Linked DNA regions of Mus musculus: region 1 is linked to region 2. The links are chromatin contacts, called in public HiCAR-type maps. All regions are on one chromosome and are shown on one strand. Each heading gives the region's core, a stretch centred on a gene start, on an enhancer-like site or on the middle of the called end of the contact. The rest is flanking DNA. Distances are from core to core; before and after follow the strand shown.

The links. HiCAR-type assays count read pairs that join an accessible place to other places.
Region 1: a contact with region 2 is called in a HiCAR-type map of fibro-adipogenic progenitors, with 3 times the contacts expected there. The contact joins two enhancer-like sites. A contact is called at or near these places in 7 of 39 promoter capture datasets (the 3T3-L1 cell line, 3T3-L1-derived adipocytes, the C10 cell line and 4 more), 7 of 484 Hi-C or Micro-C datasets (CD8 T cells, the G1E-ER4 cell line, the P5424 cell line and 3 more), 3 of 115 datasets of contacts at active chromatin or transcription factors (the NIH/3T3 cell line, embryonic fibroblasts and fibro-adipogenic progenitors) and 1 of 9 other capture datasets (embryonic trunk).

The regions. Positions count from the first base shown.
Region 1 is chr1:163,890,032-163,895,453 of GRCm38.p6, reverse strand. The region is part of intron 19 of Kifap3 (kinesin-associated protein 3); the gene reads right to left. Among named protein-coding and RNA genes, the nearest start is that of Scyl3, 37 kb to the left of the region's middle. Within about 2 kb of position 1,448, at least 9 of the 459 cell types and tissues checked have an H3K27ac peak or open chromatin away from gene starts, as enhancers often do. A contact at or near this core is called in fibro-adipogenic progenitors, where this site is marked.
Region 2 is chr1:163,381,268-163,386,593 of GRCm38.p6, reverse strand. It overlaps Gorab (golgin, RAB6-interacting), which reads left to right. Exons shown (of 5, transcript NM_178883.6): 5 at 1-1,691. The coding sequence ends at 341. Among named protein-coding and RNA genes, the nearest start is that of Gm24940, 18 kb to the left of the region's middle. Within about 2 kb of position 3,948, at least 113 of the 459 cell types and tissues checked have an H3K27ac peak or open chromatin away from gene starts, as enhancers often do. A contact at or near this core is called in fibro-adipogenic progenitors, where this site is marked.

The DNA.
Region 1 (5,422 bases), core at 199-2,698, 510 kb before region 2:
TGTGTCTTTAAAAATTATTTTCTCATTTGTATGTATGAGTGTTTTACCTGGGTCTGTGTATACCATGTTTGTGCCTGCTGCTCACAGGGTCAGAAAAGGTCATCAAATCCCTTGGAACTGGAGTTACAGATGTTTGTGAGGCAACATGTGGGTACTGGGAATTGAATCTCAGGTCCTCTAAAGAAGCGGTGGTGCTCTTAACTGCTGAGCCATTTCTCCAGCCCCTCTTCTGTATTTCTTTTAATCAAGGCTTTAAAAAAAACTTTATTTAAACCTATAAGCAGTTCTTTTAAACATGCCTGCAAGTCTCCAGAACTAAGGTGTTTTGGGGACCTACACATATAACCACGTCAAGAACTCAGTGTATAGAAGTTTAGCAGTGCATTAAATATACAGGACACTGAATGAGTTATTTTATTTTTAAGATTATATATTGTTTGATAATGGCCTTGTCCTAAACCTGGTAAGTTAGGGTTTTGATGGGGGATAAGGGCAGCCTTAGAGTGAAAGAAGTGACTCTCACTTGTATACACAGAATCCTAGTGATAGGAAAAACAACACATGAAAAACTAAGTGGTTGGTAGTATAAGGATGCTTCCTAGCAGGTCTGACCACCCGCATTTAATACTTGGGGTCCATGATGAAAGGAAAGGACTGATGCCTGCAGTTTCCCTCTCATCTCCACATGCATGCCATGGCAGGTACAGTCAATATGGAAGTGTAATTTATGGTTAAAATTTATGGTCTAAATGATTCTTTCATTCAGAGAAATAATCTGCTACTTCATTATGATCCTGAAACTAACACTTCAGCCGTTATTTAATGGTTCACAAGATAAGGAGGCTTCAGTGAAAGGCATACATGTATAATATATAAGCTCAAGCACAAAACAAATAACAGTAAATACGCTAAGAAAAAAGACAAGAGGTTGTAACTAACACACAGAAAACGAAGGCGTATGAAGCAGGGAACAGGTCATGGGCGAGTCCACTTCACTCTGACCTCAGCGAGATGGTCAGTGATGACATCATCCTACCAATAACAAAGAGCGCCAGGCTCTCTGAAAAATATTTTTCAAAGCCCCAAGGAAACTGAAGCAGACTGCGTTTTTTTTTTCCAGTTTATGAAAATTGGATTCCTATAAAAGGAAAATGGACCATTTTTACTGCAACAAAAACTGATTTGTAAAAGCTGGAAGCAGTTTAAGAATACTCTCAACATGAGGTTCTTGTTAGTCTTGAAAAGTAAGAGTTATAATAAAAAAATGTCCAAAAATATGGCATGAATACATAGTACATAACATTAAAAAAAAAAAAAAACAACCAAAAACCTTGCCTTGCTCCCATTATTTTTAATTAGCTTCAATACCAAGTTCCACTTCACTCCCAACCCCAGTTCAGAGCTGGGGAGATTTACATTTGACACTGTGATTGGCAACCTCAGAGCTAATGCCTTGGAGCCCTAATGCATTTTGCATTAGCTCTAAATGTCGGGAAACCCTGGCGCCAAGAGGTTCAAACCAATAGTGACACGTGTCTAAAGCCAAGGATTTGCTGTCCAACTGCCAGTATCTATTTTATCAAACGTCCGGTCTCTCTTGTAGAATGAGATAGATGAGTTTAACAGCTTTCACTGTTTCCAATTAAACTGACTCACCACATTACAGAAATGCAGACCCTCAGACTACGAAGCACCTTTGACTTGAGCTTAGGAAAAGCAACGATATAGATTAGGTCTTAACACTTTTTTCAATTTGGCTTAGTTTCTCAGATTTTAATTCATATATCTTTTAATTATCAAACATAAAAATTAATTCTTTACCTAGCAGGCACCCGGGATCAACTGCTTTACAGGAAGCTACTCAAATTGAAATGTTCCCGTAATAAAGCCTGAAAGCCATGGAAGTCGAGTGGCGGTGGCACTTCCCATTGCTGTAACTTTCTCATGCTCTGTCATACATGCCACTGCCAATCACTACAAATAGTGTTGATGAGACAATGCTCCTGTTTCCGCATTAATCTTTTACTATTCTTCCCTACATAACTTTGCTAGGTTTAGCTGTCCTCAAGACAATGATGAGGAAGCAGGGAAGAGTTGGTAGGTAATCTGGATATTTCCCTGACTTAGGGAGAGGCTCCAGAGGCAGCACTTCTTCCCTCTAAGGGTAACCAGGCTTGTCAGATTTTAAATCCACAGCCTAAGTTCTTTGTCTTTTCAACACCAGGAGAGGTGAGAGTTAAAGACAACAATTTCAGGTTAGTGAATGGAACATTTATGGAAATATATTCTTATATTATTTAAAGTCAGTTAATAAAATGGAAATTTTCATAATCAGCATTTTTTTTGCTTTTTTTAATTGGATATTTTCTTCATTTACATTTCAAATGCTATCCCAAAAGTCCCCTATATCCTCCCCCCTACCCTGCTCCCCAACCACTCACTCTCACTTCTTGGCCCTGGCTTTCCCCCTCCCTGTACTGGGACATATAAAGTTTGCTAGACCAAGTGTCCTCTCTTCCCAATGATGGCCAACTAGGCCATCTTCTGCTACATATGCAGCTAGAGATACAAGTTCTGGGGGTACTGATTAGCTCGTATTGTTGTTCCACCTATAGAGTTGCAGACCCCTTCAGCTCTTGGGTACTTTCTCTAGCTCCTTCATTGGGGGCCCTGTGTTCCATCCTATAGATGACTGTGAGCATCCACTTCTGTATTTGCCAGGCACTGGCAAAGCCTCACAAGAGACAGCTATATCAGGGTCCTTTCAGCAAAATCTTGCTGGTGTATGCAATAGTGTCTGCGTTTGGTGGCTGATTATGGGATGGACCTCCAGGTGGGGCAGTCTCTGGATGGTTCATCCTTTGGTCTTAGCTCTAAACTTTGTCTCTGCAACTCCTTCCATGGATATTTTATTCCCTATTCTAAGGAGGAATGAAGTATCCACGAGTTGGTTTTCCTTCTTGATTTTCTTGTGTTTTGGAAGTTGTATCTTGGATATTCTAGGTTTCTGGGCTAATATCCACTTATCAGTGAGTGCATATCAAGTAACTTCTTTTGTGCATAATCAGCATTTTGATTTGATATTATTTAATGAGTTTTAAAGTTTATCTCCTACATATGAGAAACTAAGATCTACCTTGTAGTTTAAGATTTCAGATTGGGAACATCACACAGCTAGATCATCGTAACAAAATGTGTGAATAATTATTGCAATTTAATATGTTTAAGTATTTGCAGAATTAAAATAAATATGCCTAACTGAAGATCCATGGTTTTCTACTGTCAAAGGAGAATTTCATCGCAGAGGAGGTGTAGGAAAGAAATGGGAGGTAGATATAGTCAAAACACAGTTTATGTATGTATGAGATTCTCAAAGAATAAAAATCATCACTTAAAAAAAGAGAATCTTAAATAACTAAAGATATCTGAATAAGCGAAAAAATAAATTAAGAATAAACTTATTTAACTAAGTATTATTCTAGAAGCTGGGCAGTGGTGGCGCACGCCTTTAATCCCAGCACTAGGGAGGTAGAGGCAGGCGGATTTCTGAGTTCAAGGCCAGCCTGGTCTACAAAGTGAGTTCCAGGACAGACAGAGAAACCCTGTCTCAAAATAACAAAACAAAACAAAACAAAACAAAACAAAACAAAACAAGAATTATTCCAGAATAATGACTGCAATAGAAGGTGCACAAGGCCTATGAGAGACCCTCTGCTCTGCTGTAAACCTCTTCTCCCCTGACGTGGTTGAGTGTCCTTTTTCATTTCATTTGTTAGCTATCAAAATTCAAAGAAGTTAACAGTAAATTATGCTTCTACAAATAAAAAGAAAAAGTGATATGCTTATAGGATTTAAAGCTTATAAAGTTCTTAAAGATAATATTATTTCAGGGAAAGTTTTTTAAAGGATAAAAAATTCTCAAGTCAAAATAACTACAGTAAGTATATTACTCTTTTGATTTTAAAAAAGCCTTTGGTTCATTTTCAAGGCTAAAAATATTTAAGTAGCCTATTTACTTCATAAAAGAATATATCACAGTAGTTTTCAATATAGAAGTTCTATATGAATTTTTCTAGACACTAAAATTTGACAGAAATAAAAGCAAAATAGGGAAATTTTAAAATATGAAAATCACTAAGTATATCTCTCAATAAAGCTACATAGTTTTATAAACTATAATTAAAAATGATAAACTTTGTTGAATTGGTCTCAAGATTTACTGACTTATATATTCAATTACCCTCATATTGGAAAACTTTGAGATAGAGTCTCACCATATGACCCTGGCTGACCTTGGGCCTTCCTGTCTTATAGTCCTGAAGGCTGGGGTCATACAAATGTCCCACACTCCTGACTACATATTCAATATTAATCAAAATGTTTAACTTATTTGAAGCCATCGAATTACATTAAAATGAAAACAGGTCTTATTTAAAGAAGTAAGGCAAGATCTGTAGCGCTCTGCTGTATTTAGATTGGGACTATGTAAAAGACAGTACTTATTGTGAACCAGAAGAGAAAGAGTAATTATAATAGCAGAACAATTAGGTTTATAAAGAATATAAGCATTTTTTGTTATAAGATCATATATCCAAATCAACTTTCATTTTTAATTTTACAGAAAACATTTGTACTGTGAATTTTCATATTAGTTATATAATAATTATACAGGCTAATTAAATATTTATAACTAGAATGCCAGATGCTTCAGAAAAAAAAAAAATCAAGGTTTTTTTTTTTTTTTTTTTTTTTTTTTTTAGTATTTAGTGATGGTTAGCTTTTATGAATTGAGACAAGGGATTTCTTAATACGCCAACCAGGTATACTGATGAAATTATTTCTTGTGTTGTCATTGAGAGCCCACTATAGAAGACCAAGCTTCACATTTCATGAATATATCACTTAGCTAAGAGGCATATAAGCATAATTTAAAGAAAGCTTTGCTATGAATTTATGTATAGAGGTAGTATTTCGATCCAGTGGACCCACGCGTATTAGGTTACTTCTATTGGACACTTTAATTAGCTATGGTTTCTTTATCTGTAAAACAAATATAATTCTTGCTTTAAAAAATTTAGAGTGCAATTTTAAAAAGACAGATATTTGTAAAATAGATTATATATAATAGATGATCAACACTATTTATATCAACTATCATAATTATAGTTTTCTCAGATTTATTTCAATTGATCACTGAGATAACACTGGTCAGGAAAAGGTGATAAATGCATCACTTAAAATTAGATTTAGCCTGGAGCTGAGGATTAGCTCAGTGGTAGAGCACAAGGCCCTGGGTTCGCTCCTCAGGTCCAAAAAAATTTAGCCTTTGTTATTGGTTATTCTCTATAACCTAAAAGTAAGATGGTCTTGCATGAGACCCCGCTATGGACACCACATGGAGAACTTAGCTAATGTCCAACTA
Region 2 (5,326 bases), core at 2,699-5,198:
TCCAGCAGAACGAGCTCCGAAAGGCCAAGAAGCTGGAGGAGCTGATGCAGCAGCTGGACGTGCAGGCTGATGAGGAGGCTTTGCAACTCGAGGTGGAGGTTGAACAGTTGCTTCGGGAACAGGAAGCAGAGGCAGCCAAACAAATGGCTTCTGTAGAGAGGCTGTGTCCGCCTGATGGCGAGAGTGTGTCTTCAGAACTGGCTGAAGAGAACAATGAGCCTCAAAAGCAAGCTCCTTCCCCAGAGACAGACAAGCCAGGCAAATGTTGCAGTAGCTCTCCCCATAGACTAGACTGCCCAGATCCAGGAGCCAAGAACTTTTCAGCTGCTGTGGCCACATGAGCGGCCAGTGTTTTTTCAGTTAATATCTCTGCGGTAAATTATAGCTTGTCTCTGATCAAACTTCTTTCAACTCATTTGTGTTTGAATCAATGCTTAGTGATAGTATGTTAGCATGTCAGATCATTCCAAAGTCAGAAGTAGTGACTGTTTCCTATCCAGGGAGTGTTGACCCCTCGAAGTTGGGGTTCCTTCAAGCCTTGTCACTGAGTTAGAATAGGTGACTCACAGGGTGGGAGTGCTCGGGGCCCTGGGTTTGACCTTCAACACTACAAGCACAGTGGTAGAAGAAAAACTACATGGCTTCTTAGCCCTTGGCCAAACTTAACTTGTGAGAGAACTGGGTTTGACCTTAAACACTACAAACCAAGCACAGTGGTAGAAGAAAAACTACATGACTTCTTAGTCCTTGGCCAAACTTAACTTGTGAGAGAACACTGAGACTTTGTGGCCTTCTATGTAGTCATTAAAAAGACAACAATTCTTATATACAGAGAGAAGGAGAGAAAAAACGGGTTAACTTACCTACCCGGATGCTACTAGAGTGAGTAGACACAAGTTGGAAGACAACCTAAGCCAACATTATTTTCCCTTTACTTTGTCAGTAAATGGTTTCTCGTTCCCACCTGAATTGTGGCTAGTTGATCCACATCCATAGATAAGCTGTGAATGTGTGGCTTTACCTTTACTTTCTTCTGTTTTCCTTAATGAGTGGACAGGGAAACTTTAGACAATGAAAATGTTTCTAAAGTGACTCTGAGAGTGGCAAGTCTCATTGATTATCCAACAATGATGTATTCTCTCGCTGAAGCTCTGTAATGTGGATATTTATATGTCAGGTATTGCTTCTTCTGTCATGAAGCATTGAAATCGTTAAAGCACTCATTTTCTAATTGCTTTCATAGTTTGTCAATCACCTGTTCCCAAAAACTTGACTGGTGCATTGTGCTAGATTTGAATGTGTATAAATGTCTTAGTTTTGCCACAAATATTACCTTAAATTATCGATTTCTCAGAAATCACAAAAAATGAAAAATGTGTTTCATTCATAAAAAAGGAGCTGTATTTTAAAGGAGATAAAGACAGCTGTTTCCATAATACATTGTAGAAACGTTAGGGATGTCCTATTTTTAGACTATTGTCTAAGACATCTTCTGATAGTAAGGATGCTTTGTATTTTTTTCTATGATCTGAGCCACAAGTATAATTGTCCATTACTGATTTCTAAACACAAGCATTTATTTCCATAGTGTTGTTTTTATTTATGAATGAGACGCATACAAATTTAAAACTTCATTGCCCAATACAGTCTTATTTTTCTAAGGAATAAACAAGTCTGATAAGTTTACAGTATGGTCTGTCATTTAATATGGTCTTTCACACCATTTAATCTGTGTTAAATAGCATGTGTATGGAATCCCAGAATCCCAGAGAATCCCAGAAGAATTGTACTGTCTACTGCACCTAGCAGAGTTCTGTACTTCTGTTACAGTTTCTGCCTATTTCAACCCATAAAATTCACCGCATCCATCTACTAACAATTTTGTTTTCTAACTAGTCCCTCCCCTCCCCGTGTGTGTGTGTGTGTGTGTGTGTGTGTGTGTGTGTGTGTTGATGCTTTCAAATGTGTGCTATGAAAGTTCCACTGAAGCCATTATTTTGACAAAGCATTGTCTCACCAGCTTTCCTCGGGTGGTATCTAAATGCTCAGGTGATGATATAAGTGACAGAATTATATTGCAACAGTTTTATACAAAGGCAGCTGCAGCCCATGTGTGTAAGGCTCCAGAGCAAATGGGTGAGAACTGGAGGGTCCTGATGTGAGGACCATGTGCACTGACTTCCCCAGGATAGCCCTGGAACACATCCTTTAAACTGTGCCTCGTCAGCTTCGGTCGATTAAAACAAGTCCATTTTTGTGAAGGGAATTAGGCCCAAATTACTAACCATCATCCTGCTTGTCCCTGTTAGCAGGTAGTGTTTACCAGAGAGTTGTAAACTGCACTTACTGAAGAGCACAATCCTGTTTTGAATTTGAATTTAAAGAGTTCTTTTAAAACTCGATTCCCTGTAACTGTTTCTGTTTGTTTGTCTGTTTTAAACGGGCTGTTTCTATGGGCTTCAGAGAAGCAGAGTTCCTGTAAGGATGGTTCTTGTGTTGAAAATAACCTTTTTTTTTTTTTTTTTTTTTCTCAAAAATTTCACCTCTGCATAATTTTGCTGAATTACAGTGCTTACAGGTGGCAAATCTGTTCTCAGGAGAGCACAGCTGATTTGCAAGTCATGATAAAGATCTCTGATTGCGATTAAGGGAGCAGACTTCATTGCTTGATGGGCATTTGACTTACAGAGTAGAAACTCAGCTCTAAAGCCCTCTTCTTTGTTTGGAGTTAGCAATGTAGTACTCTGCAGGAGCTTATCTAACTGCTCAGCCACTTCCTCTTTCATAGTATTGGCCCAGAACTGACTCAAGTTATTCTGACCCAGCCCATTCCCAGTGACCTTTAGAAATGATGTTTGAGGTTTTGTATTTCTAAGGAGCCAAGTCAGCATTTTAAAAAGCCCTGATAGATATAACTCAGTCTGCTAGCTGCGACCCGAGGCCAAGCTGGTCCAGGGTAATTATCCCTCCTCTCAGCATAGATCTACCCCAGGCCTGACTTGTGCTGTTCTCTGGAGAGATGGGGTGGAGTGTGCGGGGGCCCCAGGCTACCTTCACCGTAATGTTAGAGTACTTTTGCAAGATCCTAATCCCAAGCAGCTGTCTCCAAAATGCAATGTCATCTCTGCAGTGGATCAAGCAGCTGCATGTAACAACTCATACAGATGTGTATGGTCTGTGCCCCTCTTCACTAAGCTTATGGTCTAATTAACAGAATATGATTAACATCTTATACTCCGATGCACAGTATCTTTAAGGAAAGCAAAGTAAGTGGCTAGAATATTAAACATGGATAATTCTACTTTTAGATATTCCATCCAGTTGTTTGGGCGTTGTGACTAAGAACTACTACATTATTTTACTTGACTTTTACCACTAAAAACAAAATATCCATGTTAAACAATGAGTCAGATTGGAAGATTTTTTTTTTCAGTCTCGTTACCAAAGTAAGAGTACAAAGAAGTGGGGGTAGGTAGGTATCATGTATTGAAAGTTAGACAATCCACTAGGGTAGCCAGTACAAATCCTCATCAACTACTGGAAGAAATAAAGACACTGTTATGATAAAATGTTGAAGGTATCTTCCTGGAAGGGAAATAATAACAGGAGTGTAGGAGCTCAGTACAGTTGTCAAACCAAGGGGCAGTAATGGCGTAAGCCAGGACAAGCTAGCAAGGGGCAGTAATGGCGTAAGCCAGGACAAGCTAGCAAGGGGCAGTAATGGCGTAAGCCAGGACAAGCTAGCAAGGGGCAGTAATGGCGTAAGCCAGGACAAGCTAGCAAGGGGCAGTAATGGCGTAAGCCAGGACAAGCTAGCAAGGGGCAGTAATGGCGTAAGCCAGGACAAGCTAGCAATGGAACCATGAGAAGTGAAGGTGAGTCAACACTAGGCCTGTTGGGAGATCACGTCAGAAAGTTCTCTCCAAGCCAAATGACTCCAGGAACCTAAAATAGACACAGAATTAAGCAATAAGATGTGACAGGGGTAACATTGCTCAGAGATTGTAGGATGCCTAAGGGGTACGTCACTAGGCCAAAGGTTCATCCTATAAGGGATGAAATGATCTTTTGAGGTCTGGTGCCATTACAAGGAGAAGAAGGAAATGAGTAACCGGAGTTAGAAAAGTCATTCTGTGAGCTTCAGAGATTGGGTAATAAGGCCATGTGTACAGTCCGTGTGGCTGTTGGTTTCATCCAGCTTTCTGAGGCTACACCAGAGGCTTCGCTTAGAAACTTATTTACTTAGCCAAGCAAAGACAAAGCAATTCAGTCGCAAACTTGAAAATCTATACAGTCTGTCAGGTTTATGATTCGTTGTTAGGGCTTGGGCTTTATTGCTGGGAGGTGCTGAGGAACACACGAGTCATTTTCCATATGTTGGCTTGCTTACTTCATGTCCCTCCAATCAGATGGGGCCTTAGTGCCACCGAGATCTGCTTTAGACTAAGACTAAGCTTTCTCTGCCCTACCTCTGTGCTACCCAGAGAAGACAGGAAGGCCCCTGGATCAAGTGGCTAACCAAACTCGCCCCCCCCCCCATGTTGGGGACAGGTCTGTCCAAGGTAAGAGGTGAGATACTCAGTAACTGTAAGGTGGAGAAAGAAAGTTCCAACTGAAGGGAGCTCTGGAATGTCTTCAGATGGAAGCTGGAAGCTGACAATTCTTCTCCCACAGTCCTGAGTCCTCCCAGTTCAGAAGATGATAAAAGTGTGGCTGAAATGAGTTTCTGTGTGCCTTAATGTCTTGAGGTCCAGGGCAAAGCCATGTCCTAAACCTGTCAGAGCAAGCAGTGGCTTTTCTGGGCTCAGAGCCTTTTCAGGTGACGGGTTTTCACTTTTAAAATCAGTTTGTAGGAAAAGAACGGAGGGCAATGTAGGGAAATCCAAATGTCCCATCTAAGGCTTCAGTGACGTGGGTTGGGAGAGTGGTGAGGGAGAGGGATGTTTGGACAGTCCCACCAGGTAGCTCTGGCTGGCCTAAAACTTGCTTCCTCTACCAGGCTAGCCATGAATTTGGTCTGCCTGCCTCAACCTTCCAATCACTGGGATTCCAAGCAAGAGCCAGCACACTGGGCCACTCTTCTGGAATTTTAATCTATGACATAAGCTAGCAGTAGACAGGTGAACAGGAAATACAAAATCTACCAACATGTAGACATACAGGAGATAGCGTGACACCCAAGAGGACAGGTAGTTGATGGTGGGGTACTTTTACAGAGAAGGGAGAGTGGAGTGTAGGTAATTTCAGAAGGCAAGCAAATCATTTTGTAAAACTAATAGAAGAGCCAACAATGGCTTGGAAAGAGGCTCCTCTGTATTCTACATGA